Linked DNA regions of Mus musculus: regions 2 and 3 are each linked to region 1. Evidence: chromatin contacts called from public HiChIP or PLAC-seq and promoter capture Hi-C data. All regions are on one chromosome and are shown on one strand. Each heading gives the region's core, a stretch centred on a gene start, on an enhancer-like site or on the middle of the called end of the contact. The rest is flanking DNA. Distances are from core to core; before and after follow the strand shown.

What was found. Promoter capture Hi-C pulls out the DNA fragments that hold promoters and counts their contacts. HiChIP or PLAC-seq counts read pairs in DNA pulled down with a chosen protein or histone mark.
Region 2: a promoter capture Hi-C map of liver shows a contact between it and region 1, with 2.7 times the contacts expected there. The contact joins the promoter of Ppp1r8 here to the promoter of Dhdds in region 1. A contact is called at or near these places in 1 of 39 promoter capture datasets (liver) and 1 of 9 other capture datasets (liver).
Region 3: an H3K27ac HiChIP or PLAC-seq map of microglia shows a contact between it and region 1, with 7 times the contacts expected there. The contact joins the promoter of Rpa2 here to the promoter of Dhdds in region 1. A contact is called at or near these places in 3 of 39 promoter capture datasets (liver, neutrophils and pre-B cells) and 1 of 115 datasets of contacts at active chromatin or transcription factors (microglia).

The regions. Positions count from the first base shown.
Region 1 is chr4:133,999,240-134,003,202 of GRCm38.p6, reverse strand. Dhdds (dehydrodolichyl diphosphate synthase) reads left to right here and starts at 2,321. Exons shown (of 9, transcript NM_001362959.1): 1 at 2,321-2,478; 2 at 2,810-2,934. The coding sequence starts at 2,872.
Region 2 is chr4:132,841,762-132,845,642 of GRCm38.p6, reverse strand. It overlaps Ppp1r8 (protein phosphatase 1, regulatory subunit 8), which reads left to right and starts at 2,474. Exons shown (of 7, transcript NM_146154.3): 1 at 2,474-2,586. The coding sequence starts at 2,531.
Region 3 is chr4:132,766,689-132,770,538 of GRCm38.p6, reverse strand. Rpa2 (replication protein A2) reads right to left here and starts at 2,179. Exons shown (of 9, transcript NM_011284.3): 1 at 2,073-2,179; 2 at 1,753-1,859. The coding sequence starts at 2,082.

The DNA of each region.
Region 1 (3,963 bases), core at 1,072-3,571:
CACCTCATTACTCTGGATTTTTGTTTCTAGTTAAGGCCTCTTGTCCCTTCCTTGGAAGCTGCCACATTCACAGGGGATTAGAGGCCTGGCATGCAGAAGAATGGGGCTGCCTATGCCTCTGCTGGGATGAAAGGCTGGGGCCAGGGCTTAGGGCAGGAGACCCTAATAATACTTTGTCCTTTACTCCTCAAAGCCCTTTACAAATCCTAATTAACCCTTTGCAACACCCCCAAAAGGAAAGTCCCATACAGAACCGGAGAAATTGAGGCCCAAGCAGAGTCTCCCACTATAAACCAATATTTTGTGATACAGTTTGCTAACTTTCTAGTGAGTGCTTACAGGACGATTTTTTTTCCAAAGGGAGGGGTTGGGGGGGGATACTTTACCAAAGGGAAACGTAAGTATTAACCGAAAGTGGATTAAATAAATCCTCAAACTGTTACCAGAGCAGGGGGGTTGTGACCCTTTAGCTAATTGCACCAAAAGTTAAAACCCAGCGTCGCTAACTACTAGGCTTCTGTGAGCTAAGAGGTCTTCCTGAGAAAATGGTGTTATTGGCAGAAGCTTCAGGGCTCACAAAGGGAGGACAAGTGAGAGCTGATGAATGGGCCATTCATCTCTACAGCTTTGTTGAGTCATGCACGTTTTGTGCCTTCCTCAGGTAAAGCTCGACAGGTGACATCTTACCCTGTGTCATTGAGCCTACGGGGCAAAAGTTTTAAAAAAAAAAAAAGGTTCGTTGGAATTGTGAAACCCTATTACAGATGCAAGTATGATTTGAAAGAAATACTAGTTGCATCAGATACTGAAAGTTCAGTTTTTTGGCTTGTGTGTGTGTGTGTGTGTGTGTGTGTGTGTGTGTGTGTGTGTGTGTGTGTGTGTGTGAAAGCAGAACAACTTCTTCCCTGTATCATTAAATACATCAAGAGGCAAGACAATGGATGATGATGATAATACTTTTGAGGAGGCAAGTTTCCCGAAGCCCAGTCCAGGCCCAAGTTTGTTCTGTTAGGTATCTAAAAGTCCTTCAGACTAGCTATACAGCTAATGCTTTTGAGTTCTTGCTTGACCCCCAAAGCTCTCCACAAGTGGCTTATGGTGTTTTGTTGTATGTTTAAGATTGTTTCTATTTTTGTTTAGTTTTGAGGTTGAGTTTTCCTGTGTAGGCCACGCTAGCCTCAAACGCCCTAGGTGACCTAAACTGCTGATTGCCCTGCATTCGCTGCCACCATGCTTTTTTATACTGGGCTGGAAACTGAACCCAGGGCTTCTAGCCTGCTAGGCAAGAACTCTACCACTAGGGCTCTATTCCCAAATGCTACGGATTGTGGTTTTGGAAGTCCTAAGAGTAAAGCTCTTTCTGACTTGTCCTCCTAAGTTCATTAACGTGGGTCTTCGGAATCTGCAAATTATAAAGTTGCTTTGCATCGCTCCCCAAAAGTGACCAGCGCAAGAAACCCTTCTGATGCGTTAGCAGCATTAAAAGGCGACAAGTAAAAAAACACGTCAGAATTTTTTGAGGAGACAGTATCCCCTAGATCAGGGTGACTAAATTTACTACGTAGCAGAAAAGACATTAACTAATTCAAATGGCCTCAGCCTTGAGTGCTGAGTTCAGTGACGACGTGCCATCAGTTTCGGCTAAAAGAACACTTTTAAGACAATTTTGTTTTTTTAAAGATTAATTTTATGTATGTGAGTACACTGTCGCTGTCTTAAGACACATCGGAAGAGGGCATCAGATCCCATTACAGATGGTTGTGAGCCACCATGTAGTTGCTGGGAATTGAACTCAGGACCTCTGGAAGAGCAGTCGGTACTCTTAAACTCTGAGCCACCTCTCCAGCCCAAGACAAATTTTTAAATAAACGCAGTTCACTTCCATGGTTTACGTCCATATCCCCAGCAGTTGGGGAGACTGAGGTAGGAGGACTGTCAAAATACGACATTACCGTGTCTCCCATAATATAAGCACTGCGATCATCCATAGAGAAACTCAATTTTGAGGTGGAGCAACCGCATCCTCTCTCCCTAACAAACTGCCACAACACCTGAGACCACGCAAATGCGTGGGCCGAACACATCTCGATCCCTCAGGCTCAACTCGCCTAACGTGCAGGGCTTGCAATAGGAGACCCAAGAGGTAGGAGTATCGGCTCACGTGACCTCGGCCTCCCAGGCGCTGTTTCCACGCCCCGCGAGAGCGGCCACCAATAGCCAACTCGCAAGAACTCGCACCGCTCCGCCCCCGAGTACGCAGGGGCGGCCCCGCCCACCACGGACGGAGGAGGCGGAGCCAATCACGTAGAGGTGACGTGTTCTTTCAGCGCCAAGTCGTAAGTCGCCCGGGAGTGGTGGAAAAGCGCCTTCTCCTGCGTCCTAGGTGGGGAGTAAACACAGAGACCCAGAGGAGGGGAAGCTGGATGTGGAGTTAGCTGCGGGAAACACTAAAGTCCAGCCGGGAGAGTGACCATTGAGGTAACAGATGCGGCATCCAAGGAGGGTAGTGATTGGTTAGCTTAGAGTGAGCAATGGTTTGCGGGGCAATAGAGAAGGAAGTTGTGGGGATTGACCAAGCAAGATGTAGGTACCATGATGTGGCAGGATATTTGGAAGAAATCAGTGCACGTAAGGATAAGAAAGTGGGAACTACCTTGCTCCAAAGGTCTCCCGTTGGCTTGTAGAGGCCTGAGCGGATTAGAACAGTCTCTGGATTCAGACGCGTGTTGCCTGCCACAGTCCAGCAGAGTCTCTTTAGTCAGTTTTATTGCAAGCAAGGATGACTTCTCTCTCTTTTCATTTATTCAAGGTTATCTGGCTGTTTTTTGTTGTTGTTGTTGTTCTTGTGTGATTTCTGACATAGCAAGAACTATGTCATGGATCAAAGAAGGAGAGCTGTCACTGTGGGAACGGTTCTGTGCTAACATCATAAAGGTGAGCAGTACCCCGGGGGAAAAGTTGACCTTTTGGATAGTTGAGTAGTTCATTATTAAATTGTAGCAATCCCAATGAAGTAGAATTTAGTAAAGAGAGAATCTTGAAATTATAATGTAGTTTGAAGGGCTGCATTTCTAGTATTTATTGTACTGTGTGACTTTTTTTTTTTTTTAAGGCCAATCAGGGTCTCTTAATATCATTAGATCACATAGACTGTTAGATTTTCCTTCTGGAAAACTGAATTGTGCCGTTGAGAGTGTCAAAAGAGCTCACTGGTCAGGTGCTTTCTTGGTATTCACAAGACTCTGAGTTTGAAAAAGGAAGAGAGACTGTGACTCTGAATGGGAGGGAACAGAAATTTGTCTCACTAGAGTTGTAGTTCTCAACCTGTGGGTCCCAACCCCTTCAGAGGTTGAACAACCCTTTCACAGGGTCGGATATCAGGTATCTGACATTACGATTTCCGATAGTACCAGAATGGCAGTTATAAAGTAGCAGTGCAAATACTCTCATGGTTGAAGTCAGCACCTGAGGCGCTATATCCCAGGCTCACAGCATAAGGACAGCTGAGAACCACTGCCCCAGCGTTTCCATCGGTTTCTCCTTGCAGTGTCTTCTGAGTTAATGGTTCTTTGATGGTTAAAACTTTAACCATCTGCTCTAGAGACAGACATCCGTGAGGAAAACTGTTATTTACCAACCATGTGGCTTAACAAACTTGTCTTTTTTGAGGATTAAAAAAAAGAAATACACAAAGAACGTGGCACAATATCTAGTGCCAGTCCGTTATTTATCTTAGTATGGTGATATATAGTGTACATTTAGAGTACAGAGAACAGCTTTCAGGATCGGGCTTTGGGACAAGTACCTTTACCAGCTCAACCATCAAAGGCCCCCATCAGGAGTCACAGCCATGTCATATTCTGTGCCTGAGAGAGGTTTGGATGCAAGCCAGTCAGCCTGGCTTTAGTTTTTAGATACAGACTGTCGAGCAGTGTTTTAACAGTGAATTTGCGTCAGTAAGCC
Region 2 (3,881 bases), core at 1,225-3,724, 1.2 Mb after region 1:
GCCTAAGCTTGGCTTTCCTGGAACTTGCTCTGTAGATTGATTTTGAACTCAGAGATCTGTTTGGCTGTCTCTTGTAATGCTGGGATTAAAGGCATGTACCATCATGCGTGATTTTAAGCTTTTCTTCGCCTAGAACTTGCTTTGTCCCAGGCTGGCCTTGAACTCAGAGATTTGTTTGGCTTTGTCTTCTGAGATTGAAGGTGTATGCCACCATGCCTGGATCTAAATTTACCTGGATGTGATCTTGCCCCAAATCCCTTAATCTGTTATCTCCTAGAACATAGGTTTCAGCTCCATTTCATTTACTGGTGCCCCTCTAATACTTGAACCATATATTTTATATTTTTCCTTTCTAAGCTTCCTACTCTTGTTCAAAACACTCTTTATGAGACTTAACCAGAGAACAAAGTCTCTGCTGGGCTTTTTTGAGACTTTGTCAATGCAATTGATATAAATCTCTTCACCTTAGACGCTGGTAGACTCTTCAGACAAGGGCAAAAAGCAGCCAGATTCTTCACCAATATACCACAAAAACAGTCTCAAGGCCACATGCTGAAATTATTCTCCACTGAAACCTCTTGGGCCAGGTCTGCACAGTTCAAATCAATCTCATCATATTCCTATTAGGATGGCCCATTAAGCAATACTTAGAGCATTCCATTGCTTTCTAAATTCTAAGTCCCAAAATCCACATTCTTCCAGACAAAAACATGGTCAGGCCTATCACAGCACTACTCCACTACCAGTACCAACTTCTGTCATAGTTAACCTTTTACTGCTGTGAACAGACATCATGACCAAGGCAACTCTTTTTTTTTTTTTTTTTTAAGATTTATTTATTGTTATATGTAAGTAAACTGTAGCTGTCTTCATACACACCAGAAGAGGGCATCAGATCTCATTACGGATGGTTGTGAGCCACCATGTGGTTGCTGGGATTTGAACTCAGGACCTTCGGAAGAGCAGTCGGTGCTCTTAACTGCTGAGCCATCTCGCCAGCCCGACAAAGGCAACTCTTATGCTGAAAACATTTAATTGGAGCTGGTTTATAGGTTCATAGGTTCAGTCCATTATCATCAAGGCTGGAGCATGGCAGCATCCAGGCAGGCATCGTGCAGGAGGAGCTGAGAGTTCTACATTTTCACCTGAAGGCTGTTAGTGGAAGACTGACTTCCAGGTAGCCAGGATACAGGACTTAAAGCCCAAGCCTACAATGATACACTTATTTCAACAAGTCCAAACCTCCAAATAGTGCCACTCCCTGGACCAAGCATATTCAAACCATGACATGTTCTATTGCTGTTGCTTACTGAAACCTGGAGAATTTATTATTATTATTATTATTAATTTTACTGTCTAGCAGGGCATAGTGTTGACTACCTTTAACCCTGTATCTCAGGAAGCAAAGGCAGATGGAATTTCAGATATGTGCTGCCACACCCTCCAACCATTTGTTTCTTTTAAAAACTGTGAAGTCATCATCCCATCTTTCTGCAAAAGTGAAAAAAGGACCATCCACTGCATACGAAGGAATGGTATGTTGTCAGAAACATATGGGACTAGTAGAGCCTGGCTTTTGGCTTTACATAGACTCAGGTTCGAATACCACTCCTTGTAAGGTGAGGCTAGAGCCTCTCTTCTGGAATCAATCTGTCTTGAGTTTTGGGAATACCAAGTGAACTGATCCATATGAAATACATACTTCCCCATAAGCACTCAATAGACAAAACCATTACAACCAGCAAGCTAATGGCTTAGAGGAAGATGGTAACCCTAATGCTTCCTATGTCACTATGACCCACAGAGAAAAATCCTAAGGGGCCATGAATTAAACATTTTTGAGAATTGGTTAAGTTACTAAAAATTGGAGGCTTTTTTTCCTTTTGAGTCTGTGCCTTGCAGCAGTTTGTCCAAAGTTTTCAAAAACAGACTACATGATTTCTGACACAGTCGCCTAATCTATAGATTCTCCCAGATCTAAGAAAATTACTGGTTTTGGGGAATTGAATCAGTGGCCTCATTCGCGCCTGCTGAACACACTACCACTGAGCCGTACACATCAGACTTGGGATCAGAAAGGACAAATGAGTAAGGATTCTGTTTTCAGATGCAGTGTTTCGAAGGAAGGCTGGAAAAAGGGGGAAAAAAAAAGCCATCACTTCTTATCTCTAGCCATCACCTGCTTATCGCTAGATGAAGCCCGAGGGGGTGGGTAGCTGGGAGTTAATGCAGATTGCAGAGCTCTAGGGTTTCTGGCGGAAAACGCAGCGCGAAAGCCGCATCAAGGTACAAACCACTCCTGACCCCGTGACCAAGGAGACACCCGCCCCCAGCCTCTCCAGCAAACACTGCAGACTTCAAACCCAGCCCCTGATGCCCTCCGCCAGAGGCGCTCCCAGGAGAGCGTCCTTGCGTTGCGCGTGCGCACGCACGCGCTGCGCACAGGCTGCTGGGATGCCGCCTCTTCCCTCCCGAGCTCTTAGTTTCCCGGCGTGCTTCAGACCCGCCAAATGGGAGGGGGAGACGCAAGATGGCGGCAGCCGTGAACTCCGGCTCCAGCCTCCCGCTGTTCGACTGCCCGACTTGGTGAGTAATGAGGTTTCTGGGACTGGAGCGGCTTGGCGTGAGTTAACCCGGACAGAAAGGAGAAGGTTGTATTTTTTTTTCCTCTTCCTTTTTTTTTTTTTTTTTTTTTTTGCGATGAAACGAACGTCTCAGAAAGATCCTGGAATGATTGAGGGAAAACTGTCCGCTGTGAGGGGCCGGGCGACGTGTGGAGGATCCTGGAGCTGGGGCCCAGGCTCTGCGGAAACCCGAGTTTTGGGGGCTCGAAGGTATTCAGTTTATACAGCGCTTGGGAGGTCAGCCGCTCACCGGGGTGCTTCAGGCCTTGGCCCCTAACTTGCCCTAACTCATCACTGAGTGCCCGATGCTCTCGGGGAGCATCAAACCTTCCCCGGGTGCTGAAGGTCTGGAGCGCGCACGAGCTGGCTTCCCTACCTCAGTCCAACCTGATGCTGCATCCCTCCGTGGCTGCTGCACCCTCCAAGCGGACTAGGTGCTCCTTGCGGGCAGGGATGGCGCGGGACTGTTCCCCCTTGTTCTCTGACCAGACCAGCACGAAACCCGGTACAAAAGACAGCAGAAGTTGTTAGCATACAGCATTTTCATCCCCTGGGAAGTTCAGAGAAGTAGTAGGATGGTTTCCGCGTTGAGTGGGGTGCAAGATGAATGAATAGGAACTGCTTTGCACGAGGATGCATCGGGGTTAGAGCCCTTTCTGCTGTTGCGGCTCTTCCTGGTTATTAACGTGTTACCTCTCGGGCTTCTGTTACATTGAGATCTTCAAGGGCAAAAACCCTTGCATCATGCTCAGCTCCTAGGCCTGAGTCAATCACATGGTAGGATATTCAGACAAAATATTTTGGCTTTAATGTTCATTTTAATCTGTATCTCGAAGCAAATGGGCTTTTGTTCGATGCACTGTCCTTTTAGCCACTGCCATGAGAGATTGGAGCGGAGCTGTGAGATGTCTGTGTTGAATCTTCAATGAGATAGACTCGATATCGTTTCTTCTGTGCAAATGTAAGGGCCCTGGAAGGTTCAAAAGAACAAGCCCAGGAAGCGAATGAATGCTTGGCTGTTTCCTGGATTTCTTTATTCTTTTAACATATCCATGTGCTTCAGCCTACAAATTCTTTATCCACACTGGTCCCTGGCTGCACTTATTTCAAATTTGGGCCAGCCAAATATAAAGAGACTCTTTCTTTGAGATCACCTGTCATTACCTCAGGGTCTGGTGTATACCAGGAACTGTGTCAGGTGATTTGACATTTGAGCATCCATCCCCTTGAATGATGAAGCGAGGTATAGAAAACAGT
Region 3 (3,850 bases), core at 930-3,429, 1.2 Mb after region 1:
GAAAAAGTACGCACAGTCAACCCAAGAGAGTAACAATCACTCATTTAATATTTCCATGTGCCAAGCACTTGAATATACCACACTCCTGGAATTGCAAAACCAAGTTCTCCTTACTTTAAAAAGAGACAGAAAACAGGGCCAGAAAGTTAACATTTGTTTCATCTTCCTCTCCCTCCTAAGTGCTAGGATTCAGAGTGTGTGCTACTATACACGGCGAATGCCACACTTTTGAATTCAAGCCCACAGGGATCTGATGCTAGACCTCCAGGTGAATATATGTTTGTATCCTATTGTGGGTTCACAAAGAAAAGGTCAGACTAGAGTCAGGACAACATAGGATAGCCTGTCTTTAGAACGCATCCCAGGTGGGGGCTGGTGAGATGGCTCAGTGGGTAAGAGCACCCGACTGCTCTTCCGAAGGTCCGGAGTTCAAATCCCAGCAACCACATGGTGGCTCACAACCATCTGTAACAAGATCTGATGCCCTCTTCTGGAGTGTCTGAAGACAGCTGCAGTGAACTTACATATAATAAATAAATAAATCTTAAAAAAAAAAAAAAAAAAAAAAAAAAAAGAACGCATCCCAGGGCTAGGCAGTGGTGGCAAATGGTTTTAATCTCAGCACCCAGGAGGCAGAGGCAGGTGGACTTCTTGAGTTCAAGGCCAGCCTGGTCTATAGAGTGAGTTCCAGGACAGCCAAGGATACACACACACACACACACACACACACACACACACACACAGACACCCAAAACAAAACAACAACAAGAAAACAACTGTCTCAGAGAGGTAGGGGTAGAAAGAGCACATCCCAGACATAGCAAGAGCAGTGTTCAGGACACCACGGAGACAACAGGGCCTTGTGAAAAGGCTTGAGAAATGACAAGCAGAAAAAGGACTACGAAGATGCTCTAGGTTTCTTGATAAAATGGAAGAAGTTAGAAGTATAGCTTCTTTTAGGAGATATTCTGGCAACCAGATGGCAGTCTCTGCAGAAAACCTGGTGAGTTTCGTCAAGCTGCTCATCTTTGGGCATCTTAACAGGAGAGTCAGATGGAGTGGGCAGAGGAGCATCTAGCAAAGACACTTGCCTCTCAAGCCACCTACGAGCAATGTAGTTTGTTTGTTTTTTAAGAAAGGATCTTTTTGGGCTGGAGAGATGGCTCAGCGGTTAAGAGCACTGACTGCTCTTCCAGAGGTCCTGAGTTCAATTCCCAGCAACCATACGGTGGCTCACAACCATCTGTAGTGGTATCTGATGCCCTCTTCTGGTGTGTCTGAAGACAACTACAGTGTACAGGCAGGTGGATCTCTGAGTTCCAGGCCAGCCAGAGCTACAAACACCTCCAAAACACTTGGTCATACAATGAATATGTACGAGGCAGAAAAAGCCCAGCAGATTAAGGCTTAGCGTGTCCTTCCTGTCAGTTACCAACAGGAAACAACCCCAAACCTGTTCTGAACACAGTGGACTCTTGTTCTTCAGGGATTTTTGTGCCCTGGGGACAGCGATATTAAACTCTACTAAAGCATACTTTCGAGTGGTAGGGCCAGGAAAATGGAGGCCGGGCGAACCACTGCAGGCTTGCCAAACAATAAAATAATAAAAACCCTGTTCCCCACTTGACCATACAAAAGACAAGGTAGGTAACGGACAGCTTCTGACACCTTGGGGTGTGCCACCCTCCCGCACGAAAACACGTTCCCTCCTGGCCAGGACACAAATGAGAACGGAGCCGTCAGTCTACGTACCGATTTCTTCTCCGCCTGCGACGGTGTGGGCGACCCGAAGCCACCGGGGGACTGCGTGTAGCCGCCTGCTCCGCCATAGGTGGAGCTGCTGAAGCTTTCGAATCCGCCTGCGGGGAACGACCGTCGTCAGAGTCTGCGCTGCGCTCCCCATCTCTATACCTGGCGACCGCTGTCCCCACCGCCCCAGCCGCGACAATCCCCCTGCCACCCCGCGAACGCCGCCGAGCCCGCCTCGGGCCTCTCGCTCCGTCCCGGCCTTCCTGCGCCAGACTCGCCCACTCCCAACACCCTCGCGTGACTCTCCCCACGCCCGCCATTACTATTCCACATCCTGGTCGCAGTTCTCCGGAGAGAGCGGCCCAAGACGCTCGGACACGAAAACTAAGAACACTTGGGAACTCTGTGCCGCTCTGGCGTGGCAGCCTTCTGGCTACTTTGCACTGGCGCCACAAACTCCTTCCCGCGAAGGGACAGCCAATCAGCGCCCTGGACACATTTACCTTCAGCCAATCAGAACTCATGAGTCCCCTCCTTTTTTTTTCGGTATCAAGGCCAAGCTTAGGAAAAACACCCGGCCCCAAGAAGGAATGGAAGCATGCGCGGCCATCTTTACTGAGGGCAAATTTCCGATAGGACAGTATTCAAGAAAACAACCAATCAAAACGATACTTCCGGGGCCATCCTCAAGCATTCTTCACACACACCCCATCTCCGTCGCATGCAACCCTACATCACTTCCGCCGCTCGCTAGCCCCCTTTTCCCGCCAAACTGCTAGTTTTCTGCTCTTCCAGAACTCCCGAGTTCAATTCCCAGCAACCACATGGTGGATCACAACCATCTATAATGGGATCTGCTGTCCTCTTCTGGTGTGTCTGAAGATAGTGATATTGTATTCATAAATAAATACCTGCGTGATGGTGGAAGGAGAGGCTCAACTGTTAATCCCACTGAAGATGAGTAGAAATGATTAAACAATTTTTGGTCAAATTAAGCAAGCTTAATTTTGTCAGAGATGGCTATCTCGCTAAACTGGGGTTTTGAGAAAACAGCATCGCCGGGCAGTGGTGGCACAGACCTTTAATCCCAGCATTTAGGAGGCAGAGGCAGGAGGATTTCTGAGTTCGAGGCCAGCCTGGTCTACAGAGTGAGTTCCAGGACAGCCAAGGCTACACAGAGAAACCCTGTCTCGAAAAAACAAAACAAATACAAAATGAGAAAACAGCATCGAACACAAGAGGTGAGGTTTATATAACCCCCAAAACTGCAAGAATATGGACATTTTCAAGGGTTATGTAGGCACTTGGTCGAACATTTCAGCATTATTTGGCAGAACGTCTATCAGACTGAAATCAGGGTATAGGGTGTGGAACCTGTCGAAATTCAGAAAGTTGGTCAAGACCTGGTCAAATTAAGTTTTATAGAAAAGAGGAATGGACTTATTTTGGTAGTATGATAAGATGGCTTCAGAACTTAAGGTGGAGTCAGGCTGCTCCATCACAACTCCTACAAGTTGTCCTCTACACACACACACACAAGCACACACTCCAGCACACATGTTCATACGCACACACAGGCTTGTATCCAGGGCATAGATAACATGTTCATGTTTTCAAAGAAAGAAACCCTACCTGGGGGAGGGGTTGGCACACGCCTTTAACCCCAACACTTGGGAGGTGGAGGCAGGTGGATCTCTGTGAATTTGAGGCCAGCTTGGTCTACAGTGTGAGTTCTAGGACAGTCAAGGCTGCACAGGGAAACCCTGTCTTGAAGAAAAAAAAAAGAAAACAAACAAAAGAAACCTCATGGCCATACATGGCCACAGTTAAAAAGATCCAAAGATGTCCTGCTGTCTTGCCCCCAGTTTTGTCTCCCTCTCAGTCTCCCGTGATTTCAACCAGTCATTATATGAGTCATACACCTTCGTCTAAAAGCTGATCGAGCACTAGAGCATGTGTTTAGTTTTCTAGAAAGTATGTGGGTACGTGCACATGAGTTTAGGTGCCTCCAAAGCCAGAGGAGGTCTTGGGGGGTCCCTAAATGTGTTATAGGCAGCTGTCCCTTGGCCGTGTCCGTGTCCATTCTGTAATGCTAACTCAG